3 separate regions of the Mus musculus genome follow, and regions 1 and 2 are each linked to region 3. Evidence: chromatin contacts called from public Hi-C data. All regions are on one chromosome and are shown on one strand. Each heading gives the region's core, a stretch centred on a gene start, on an enhancer-like site or on the middle of the called end of the contact. The rest is flanking DNA. Distances are from core to core; before and after follow the strand shown. Region 1 has its middle 13 kb from the start of Gm35394. Region 2 overlaps A930011G23Rik (RIKEN cDNA A930011G23 gene). Region 3 overlaps A930011G23Rik (RIKEN cDNA A930011G23 gene).

Evidence for each region. A called contact is a pair of places that touch in the nucleus more often than the background predicts.
Region 1: a contact with region 3 is called in a Hi-C map of liver, with 4 times the contacts expected there. The contact joins two enhancer-like sites. A contact is called at or near these places in 4 of 484 Hi-C or Micro-C datasets (bone marrow-derived macrophages and liver) and 4 of 115 datasets of contacts at active chromatin or transcription factors (astrocytes, embryonic basal ganglia, embryonic stem cells and 1 more).
Region 2: a Hi-C map of liver shows a contact between it and region 3, with 2.0 times the contacts expected there. The contact joins two enhancer-like sites. A contact is called at or near these places in 4 of 484 Hi-C or Micro-C datasets (Sertoli cells and liver) and 2 of 115 datasets of contacts at active chromatin or transcription factors (astrocytes and double positive thymocytes).

Annotation. Positions count from the first base shown.
Region 1 is chr5:99,282,498-99,285,518 of GRCm38.p6, forward strand. No RefSeq gene overlaps it. Among named protein-coding and RNA genes, the nearest start is that of Gm35394, 13 kb to the left of the region's middle. Within about 2 kb of position 1,329, at least 21 of the 459 cell types and tissues checked have an H3K27ac peak or open chromatin away from gene starts, as enhancers often do. A contact at or near this core is called in liver, where this site is marked.
Region 2 is chr5:99,338,149-99,341,305 of GRCm38.p6, forward strand. The region is part of intron 3 of A930011G23Rik (RIKEN cDNA A930011G23 gene); the gene reads right to left. Among named protein-coding and RNA genes, the nearest start is that of Gm35314, 27 kb to the right of the region's middle. Within about 2 kb of position 1,838, at least 105 of the 459 cell types and tissues checked have an H3K27ac peak or open chromatin away from gene starts, as enhancers often do. A contact at or near this core is called in liver, where this site is marked.
Region 3 is chr5:99,525,805-99,528,645 of GRCm38.p6, forward strand. The region is part of intron 2 of A930011G23Rik (RIKEN cDNA A930011G23 gene); the gene reads right to left. Among named protein-coding and RNA genes, the nearest start is that of Gm35253, 17 kb to the left of the region's middle. Within about 2 kb of position 1,372, at least 21 of the 459 cell types and tissues checked have an H3K27ac peak or open chromatin away from gene starts, as enhancers often do. A contact at or near this core is called in liver, where this site is marked.

The sequences.
Region 1 (3,021 bases), core at 79-2,578, 240 kb before region 3:
TATCTGATTTAAGAGGGTCTATATGCCATCTAAAGGAATATAAAAGAGTCTATATACCTTGTAAATGTAGCTGTGAGTTTGAGACTTATGGATATGGTATGGACTCAGTATTAGCTGCTTTTAAAAAAGAATCCCACATCCATATGTATATGTGAAATTTTCATTTCACACAAAATGACTCAATATAGTTGTTAAGTACACAGAGCTTAGAAGCACATCTGTAGATTGCCCATATGATCTGATGATCTGAGGGATGCAGCGTGTAACTTCTAGAAGATGAACATTAAATGATTACTCTCTGTACAGTAAAATATTTGGGTTTGGATATAATTTTTCAGATAATTCCATTCAGTGCAAAGAAACCAACATACATAATAAGTCCCTTCTTGCATATTTCTGTTTCCAGAAGTCAACAATTACCCTGATGAGCTGTGATGGAGTTTGCTGTTTCTTATTCTTGGAAGTCAGCTGACTGCTCCAAAGCACACATAGAGAAGGATGAGTTCTACTGTGCTGACTGAGACAGTAGAGACAAGGTATGTACCTACAAGATACAATGTTCTACTGTGCTGACTGAGACAAGGTATGTACTTACAAGATACAATGCTCCCCACACTTGCCTACAAAATACAGTACCCCCAACACTTTTCAGGACTGCACTGAAAAGTGAGGACGTTAACCAGAATATGGACATTAGTCCACAAAGTTATTGCCTTCAAATAATTTTAAAAGAGCAGAAAGAACTTAGAAGAAATCGCTTTGTTTTGGGGAAATTTTCATAGGCTCCAGATAAGCTTCCCAGTCACAAAATATGCTTCAGAGAAGAGCGGGTTGGGGGCCATCAGCGGCTGAAAGCATTAAGTCACCAGTCTTTAAATTAACTTGTCCTAGTCCCTATCTGAGCCAACAACGGGAGGTGGGGTGGGAGGGAGAGAACTCTTCCTTTGATATCAAAAGTCAAACAAATGTTAAATTTTATTTTTGAATGACAGACTCCCACATTAACTCCTACCCCAAAACTAGCAACTATAAATTTAGTCCATTTGTGAAACCCAAGGTTTTTCTGGAGTGTGAGACAATTCAGATCTCTGTGCCTTGCTCATCACAGAAGCTGTCTCCTGTACTGTGACATCCATCTTGATGGGAAATAGATATGTTAAGAAAGGGGTAAGTCATTTAGAATCAGATGATTCTGGGGGTCCCCAATGATATAAATAGGCTTGTTCAGAATCGACCAAAGGGAGTCAAGTTACTGATATCACGTCCCACCACATCTGTGTGTCCTACAGTCATACCTCATCAAATAGTTGCTCAATACATAGCTGTTCTCACAGTATTGTGCAAGTATTGGCTCTGAGGTCAGACCCACTTGAGAGGCTGGCAGCCTTGGTGGCGTGCTGTACAAGTTTCTATGGTTTTATTCTACTTATTCCTCTAAGCTTCCAGTTCTAAAGAATGAAGGAACTCCATCAAGTGAATGAATATTAAAAGATGCCTAAATTCCCATCCACCCTAGACACTACTGCTCAAAATACTATGTCAAGAAACATCAATGAGGACCTACAGAAAGAGACAAAAACAATTACTCTACCAAAATGATGGATGTTTCAGGGACTGGCCAAACAAACAAACAAACCTCTTCTATTACCAAGAAAAGTTGTTCAATGGAAGTCGTAAAACGTAGAGCCTGAGAGATGCACAACCCAGGATATATTGGTGAAGTATGCTAAGCTCTTTGAGGAGCAGATTCTAAAACAAAACTGTCCTTCTGGGAGTGAAAACTCATCTCCAATGACTTTTCTTACTCATCACTCTCTTCCTTCCCCATGACCTCACGACTCCTAACCCCAAACACTACAGTGGCCCCAGATGGTAAATAAATATATCTCATCTTGCAGATCTTATTATTTTAAAGGTGAATATATTTCAGTCATAAAACTTGGAATGTCTTCATTTGAGATAATAGATTGGCCAAATTTAAGAACGCATAAACCTGTAAGCAGAACTTTCGTAACCAAGTCCCCTGAGATCATAGTGTTCCCAGGGTATTACGTCATCTCCACTGGGTCAACACTACAGTTGACTTGAGTGGCAGAAGTCCAAAGCACACAGCTATGCTGGTTTGTGTATTTTATGATGCTGAAGGTGTGACTTCTCTTGAAGATAGCACCCTAGAATGGAACTTCCAAGGGTGTTTATTTAGTCGTGTGTTCATTTGTTCGTTCGTTCATTCTTTCGTTTACTATGTTACATTCACCTTATTTAAAAGGGTGATAAAGACACCTGTTTGGAGAGTTATGGAAGTCTGCTAGGCTGCTTTTGTAGAAGACAAAGAGCATGAACTTTAATTGAGATAATGGTAATATTTCATGGCAGATTACTGCATTCTGTTCAAATCCCTGCTGTTGTTCCAGTTAGAATCAATGGTCTTCTTTCTTACCAGTTCCCTCAAATGTATAGGTTGCTGTAACCTGCTAGGAATATACTAGATTTTCTTAATGAAGATAGATCTATATCACAGCAGTGGGGCAAGTGATACAGCAAACAGCTAATTCTTGCTTCATTAAGTCAAACCAAGTAATTCTTTTTAAATGAAGAAGCTCGCCCTGCTTTCCGGTAAATATTTGTTATCGAAGCAGCAGTGAGAACTATGCTATGTAAATCTTAACCCTCTTTAGGGGTCCTGGGGGGCATTTCTACTAGGACCTCACTGAGAATGATAAATATTCAAAAGTAAAGCACAGGTTTAGAGGCATGTGTATAGGAAGCTTTGTAAATCTGACTCCCGGAGTTTGTGATTTTAAAAATGTGTGTGTGTGTGTGCATTCACTCTCTCATTTACTGTTGAAAATATTGTAATCCCCCAAGGGTCTCCCAGCCTTACTGTGAATTACAAAGTTCTGCTGTATAACCTCCACAGGTCATGTTGTAGGAAGAGCTTGTACCTTTCCGACTAATAGTACTTCAGATAGATAGATAGATAGATAGATAGATAGATAGATAGATAGATAGAGATAGAGA
Region 2 (3,157 bases), core at 588-3,087, 190 kb before region 3:
GTTTTTGAGATCACCTTTGTTTTTCTTATTTAAAAAAAAAATTGTAAAATAGGTGGGGTAGAGTATCTCATGCTTTTAATCCAAGCACCCGAGAGGTAGAGGCTAGAAGTTCCTAAGTTCAAGGCCAGCTACAGAGGTAGGCACTATATTATTTTTGTAAAATAAACATCGTTGTGGTTTGAATATGCTTGCCCAGGAAGTGGTACTATTTGGAGGTGTGACCTTGTTGGAGTGAGTGTGTCACTGTGAGTGCTGGCTGTAAGACCCTCACCCTAACTGCCTGGAAGTCAGTATTCTGCTAGCAGCCTTCAGATGAAGATGTAGAACTCTCAGCTCCTCCTGCACCATGCCTGCCTGGACGCTGCCATGCTCCCACCTTGATGATAACGGACTGAACCTCTGAACCTGTAAGCCAGCCCCAATTAAATGTTGTCTACAAGTTGCCTTGGTCATGGTGTCTGTTCACAGCAGTAAAACCCTAACTAAGACAAACATAAATTAGAATTTTTTGGAAGTAATAAATGTGTTTTGATATGGGAGAATGAATCTACCCTTCCTTTCTGTAACTGTTTTTGCTACGGTTTATGTTCATAAAGTCACAATTGCCCAGGATTTCCTCAATTTATGTTGAAAGTATTTCATTATTCCTGAATGCACCTAGGCATCTTAGTTAAAAAGACCAAAGATAAGGATATAAAGAAGACAAAATTAGTTCTCAGCATCCCATGACCCTGCAAAGTTAACACACTGAAACCGAGACGGACAGCCACGGTGGCTGGAGTTCGGGTGTCCAGACGGACAACCATGAAGGCTGAAGTTCAGGTGACCATCTTTCTCTTGTACTGACTCAGAACCTGTTCCTCTTGTCCTGCCCATGGCTTTGTATGCTCAGCTATTTACTATTCAATTAGAGATTATCAGAGGGGACATAAAGGGTGGAACACCCGCTGCTGATAGCATGGTAAGGAACAGGACAGAAAGGTATAAAGTGAAACTCAAGAGAAAAAATTATTTACATAAAACACTCAAGATATCCTAGCACTTCAAAAGGCAAGTTGTTGACCTTACTAAATGACTCCCACAGGAAGTTTTAGGGTAAACTTTTTAATTTTATTTTTCTATTTTCTCATTTTTTTCTCAGCACTTGAGAACAGCTTCTTCTTTTGTAAGTAGCAAGCAAGCCTCAGGGTCAATCTATTAATAATTCCTCTATAGGCTAACAACATATAGACAAAAGGTAACAGCAGCCTGGGGCAAGATTGTGACTAAGTTTTCCCATCTTTGTTTTCTAGGGATGTTGGTCACAGTATCCACTGTAGGCTAATTAGTGTCTTACTGTAACAAATCAGGAAATTACTCCTGGAAAGCCAGCTCTGTCACTGCCTCATGTGACACTCGGGTACCCCTTGTGTGGCACCAGTAGATCCATGGTCAGGTATCCTCAGATTTTCAGAGTCTGGGTTAAAGCATAGAAGCTGGGGTGGATGTCCTTTTAGGAGATTCCCATGGCTTTTACAAACTGCTAACACAGAATCCTGAAACTTTCTGTCATCACGGGGTAAATTGCATTTCCTCAAAATGAATTTTAAGAGGATCCTGCAGTCAGAACCCAGCTGGGTGTATTCTGCACTACAGGTCACGGCATTCGCTCCTCTTCCTCCCCTGTCTCTCATATTTCCCGCGCCAGTGTGTCTCCTGTGAGTTTCGTTTTTGCTAACATCGGTCCTGATTTGCTCTGCCCTCAGATTTTCCATTTCCCCAATGAGTCTGGAGGTTGTTCTGCGAACTCCCTGCCTCCTACAGCTACTTGGCTACAGTTCGGTGGGTGGGGTGCCTCTTGTCAAGGACTGTCTGGGTCAGAAGTGCCTGGACTGACGTTTGTTGGAGAGACAGACGTGCTGTCTCCAGCTGCAAGGCCATGAGATAAAGCGCTCTTTCAGCGCCCGTTCTCCTCCTCACTGGATAAAGGAACATAGAAGCAAGCGGCTTCATTTCTGCCTCTCTCTCACCCATGAACGTGCTGCACTCTCTGATTTCGGGTTGGAAGACTGGGACTGAAGGTTAAGGACAACTGTCATTGACACCAGCAAATCACCCAGAAAAAGGCCTACCCCCGTAAGAAGTCTCATCACAGTCAAAATATGCTTGATATCTTGTCAAAGTGGCACGTCCCACTCCATTTCTCAGCCTTACTGAATTTCTGTTCTCAAAGTTTCCTTGCCATCTCTCTTGGAGTCAAATTCAGCAATCTTTCAGTGACTGTTTCAGTCTCTCTCCCCCTTTCCACTCATCCTCAGCATCTGGCTTTTGGAGCCTGTACCAGTTCCAACGCCCCCACTCTCTTTCCCACACTCTCCCCGTTTTTCCCTTCACTGCCCCCACCCCTCTTGTCTCCTCTCATTTGAATCTTTCCCCTGTTCTTTTTGGCACTCTGCACAGGACCCTGAGTGTCTCTGTCCCTCCCGTTCTGTTTATCTTTCTTTTCTTCCAAAACTAAGTCCAGGGAGGAGGGAGGGCAGATGGCAGTTCCTGCCTATGACATTTCTGTCTTTTCGCTTTAACAAAAATAATCATTGCCCAGTAAGACTGGTTCATACTCATGAAAAGATAAATGTTTGCAAAAGGATGGGAAATGGGACAAAAAGTACTTATTTACTGAGCCTGGCGTTAAAATCTGAAACTGAAGCCAAGAGGAGACTGTCCTTTTAATTGATAAGAAAGAAGCCAGCGCTGTGAAGCTCAGGGTTATTGTTCTGCAGGTCTGTTGCCCTGTCTGCGCTAGTGAGAAGTTTTCACCCAATATTGGGTAGTTTATCACCTATCTGTATGATTTTTGCTTTTTAAAATGATTACATAATTTCAAACTGAGCATTGCGGTGCACACCTTTAATCCTAGCGCTCTGCATGCAGAGGCAGGCTGATCTCTACCAGCCTGGGCCTGATCTACAAAGCAAAAACTAACTAAAAGTCATTACATAGTTTTCATAATAGCCTAAGAAGAGTGTAGAAGAAAATTAAAATACATAAAGATATGGCGTGGAAAGTGAGTCTCTAATCTACCCAAATTCTAGACTACTTTCTTAGATGGAAACATCCATATTCATAATGAACCTCTTAATATATATGCAATGCATGTTGGCATTTGGTCTGGGCTGTG
Region 3 (2,841 bases), core at 122-2,621:
TCACACATCAGAATGTTAACCTGATATACAGTCTTACCACCGACCTACCATCTGCTTTCCCAAGATAAGAAAGGCTGTGTCTCAAGAACCATTTCCAAGGCTGTGTCTGCATTCCTGAGAGCTAAGCAATGATCTAATTATATTATTATTACTCACTTAGTTTATTTTGGTTTTGTTTTAATTTTCGGGGTAAGCAGATTGGAAAGTAGGGGGACGAGTGATCACACTGTCTATTGTTTCCTGAAAGATCTCACTGTAGTCTGTTTCCCAGGGATGTGGTAATAATGGCTGCCCCACAGATCAGGGCAAAGAAAAGAGTAAAGACAGAAATCCGATTTTTCATAAGTAGGGGTTAGAGAGATGGCTCGGGCAGCTGAAGGCACTTGCTAATCTTGTAGACGAACCACATTTGGTTCTTAGAACCAACATGGAGGCTCAAAACTGTCTGTGACTCCAGGTGTGGGTGATTGGGTGCTGCCTTCTGTCCTCTGCGTGCACAGGGCACACAGAGGATATGCGTACAACATCCATGCAGGCACGTGTACATATGACAAAAAAATAAATCTTTATAAAGGAAGATATTCACAAATGAGCCTAGGTGTGTGGTATGCCAACCCTGTTCTTTCTCTTCCAATGTGATTCCTGGAAGAAACTAATTTGTCCATGATACATCTGTCCACTGTGGCTCTCGAAGGCCTTCTTTCCTGGACTTGGGTCATCACTGATCGACTAGGCTAAATATTCCGTCCAAAGCATCCACCCAGGCTTGAAACCAGGAGTCTCTCGACAAAGCTCAGCACTAATAACTTCAGGGTTGACAGACAGTCCACCACATGTTCTAGCCAGCAAAGGAAGATGGCCCCAAAGGAAATGAAGCCACTGAGCTGGAATCAGAGACCTGAAAATCCCAATGTCTACTCCTAGTCCCTTTCTGAAGCTGGACTACCTTCCCAACTCTCAGACCCATTCCTGGTGTCTTAGAAACAAGCCATGGTTGTTCATTAAACCTCTTGGAGTTAATTTCTACTCCCTTCAGCCCAGCCCCCATGCTGATACCACGAGGGTTTATTTTGGTTTGGGGAAGGATAAGGAGCCACACTGTCGCCTTTCTGGTCAGACACAGTCGTTGTAGAAATTACCTCTTTCCCATGGAGTCCTCTGAGCCGAGACTGGAATTTGGTACATTAGTCATACCTACATTCCACCATCTCTGTCACCTTCTTTACGGAGCAAAGTCCTGCATGAGTGGTGTTCTGAACAAATACATTGTTTGACAGGAGGCAGCCATGCCAAGGATCTAGGCCTTGAACTTAGGGGAAGTTGGCAAAGCTTTTCTCCTAGGTGAGGCTACAAAAGACAACGCCCTCTTCAGTCCCAAGCATGAGTGTTTACAAACGACTGACCAGTATGAGCTACAAGAACAACTGCAGAGGCCTCCTCCCAGATGTGCTGTGCAGAACAAACAGTCCGAGGTTCTCAGTCACTGAGGTGGCTGGTGCCGCCTTACCAGAGTGCACACAGTCCTTGTGTCTGTCCTTTCTTCAGATCCTCGACGCCCTTAGACAGGATCCCAGGACCAAACTCTGTGGGATGAGCTCTCTTCTAACTACAGCAAGCTGAAATGCACTAATCTTGAATGTAAAAAAAAAAAAAAGTATATACAACATTCTCTTTGCTAGAGCCTAGCAGATGTGCAGCTGGCCTCTGAGACGTGTATTTTTTTTAATAGGCCATAAAAGGATATCATCCCCGTTGATGGGATTCTGTAGCCTCCTGGGGGAGGAGTTGCACATCATGAATATGTAAGAAGAGAAAGAATGAGCATGAGGAATGCTTGCTGACTTCTTAATTTCATTTTTATTCCCATTTTCCTTCTTAATCTCCTTGTGCAGAGCGAAAACCCACACTGGTTCATTACCTATCTCTCCATCTCTACCACAAGTCCATGTCCATTCTGTCTGCCAATCCCATGGCACTTCCTGATCTCCCAATGCATCCACACATATGTCTATAATATTATATTCTAAACACATCATTTGATGTGCATTTTACCTCTCTCTCTCCCTCCCTTCCCCTCTCCTCCCTCCATCCCCCTCCCCTTCTTCCCCCTCCCTCTCTATCTCTTCCTCCCCTCACTATGTCCCCCTTCCCCTGTCCCTTCTATGTCCCCTTCATAACCACCAGGCTATATATTTCAAGAGGCTGGGACTCACTGCTATAGCCCCAGTGCCTCCATCATATGGACGGGTCCAGATCCATGCAACAGATCTTTTATATTTCCGGCTTCTATTTCCTTGACTAACTGTGACTGGTGCAGAAATTAACAGATTACAGAGACAACGAGGCCTGATATTAGGGGTCAGAGTTTATTGTCCCCAGGCATTTCTTTCCTAGCCTTTCTGTTCCGTGATTTTACAAGTAGCCATACAGACTAATGGGAACCTCAGAACCTTTCAGCACATCTAACCAACACTTCAAGTTTTCTCCAAGTTCTTCAAGAATGGTTTTCTAGATTGAATAAAAGTATACTCTTAATTCAAACCTCCATTCGACTATCTTCTTTCTTTGGAATGTTTTGGGACTTCCCTTTATTCCTGTTTTTCCCTTTATATATCTTGTGACATGGCATTTATTTATCTAGCCAATAACTTCAGTCATGAATGCCAATAAAACTTTGTTATAGCAACTTGAATATGGATACAATCTCTAAGACCTTTTTTTACTCTTTAACATTAAAATTGTTTTCGTCCTGTTTGCCACAGTCTCCCCATATCATCTTCCTTTGATCCAGAACCAGGGGTGTGACTTGGTGGTGTGCGCTTTGTGTATACAGGCCCTGGG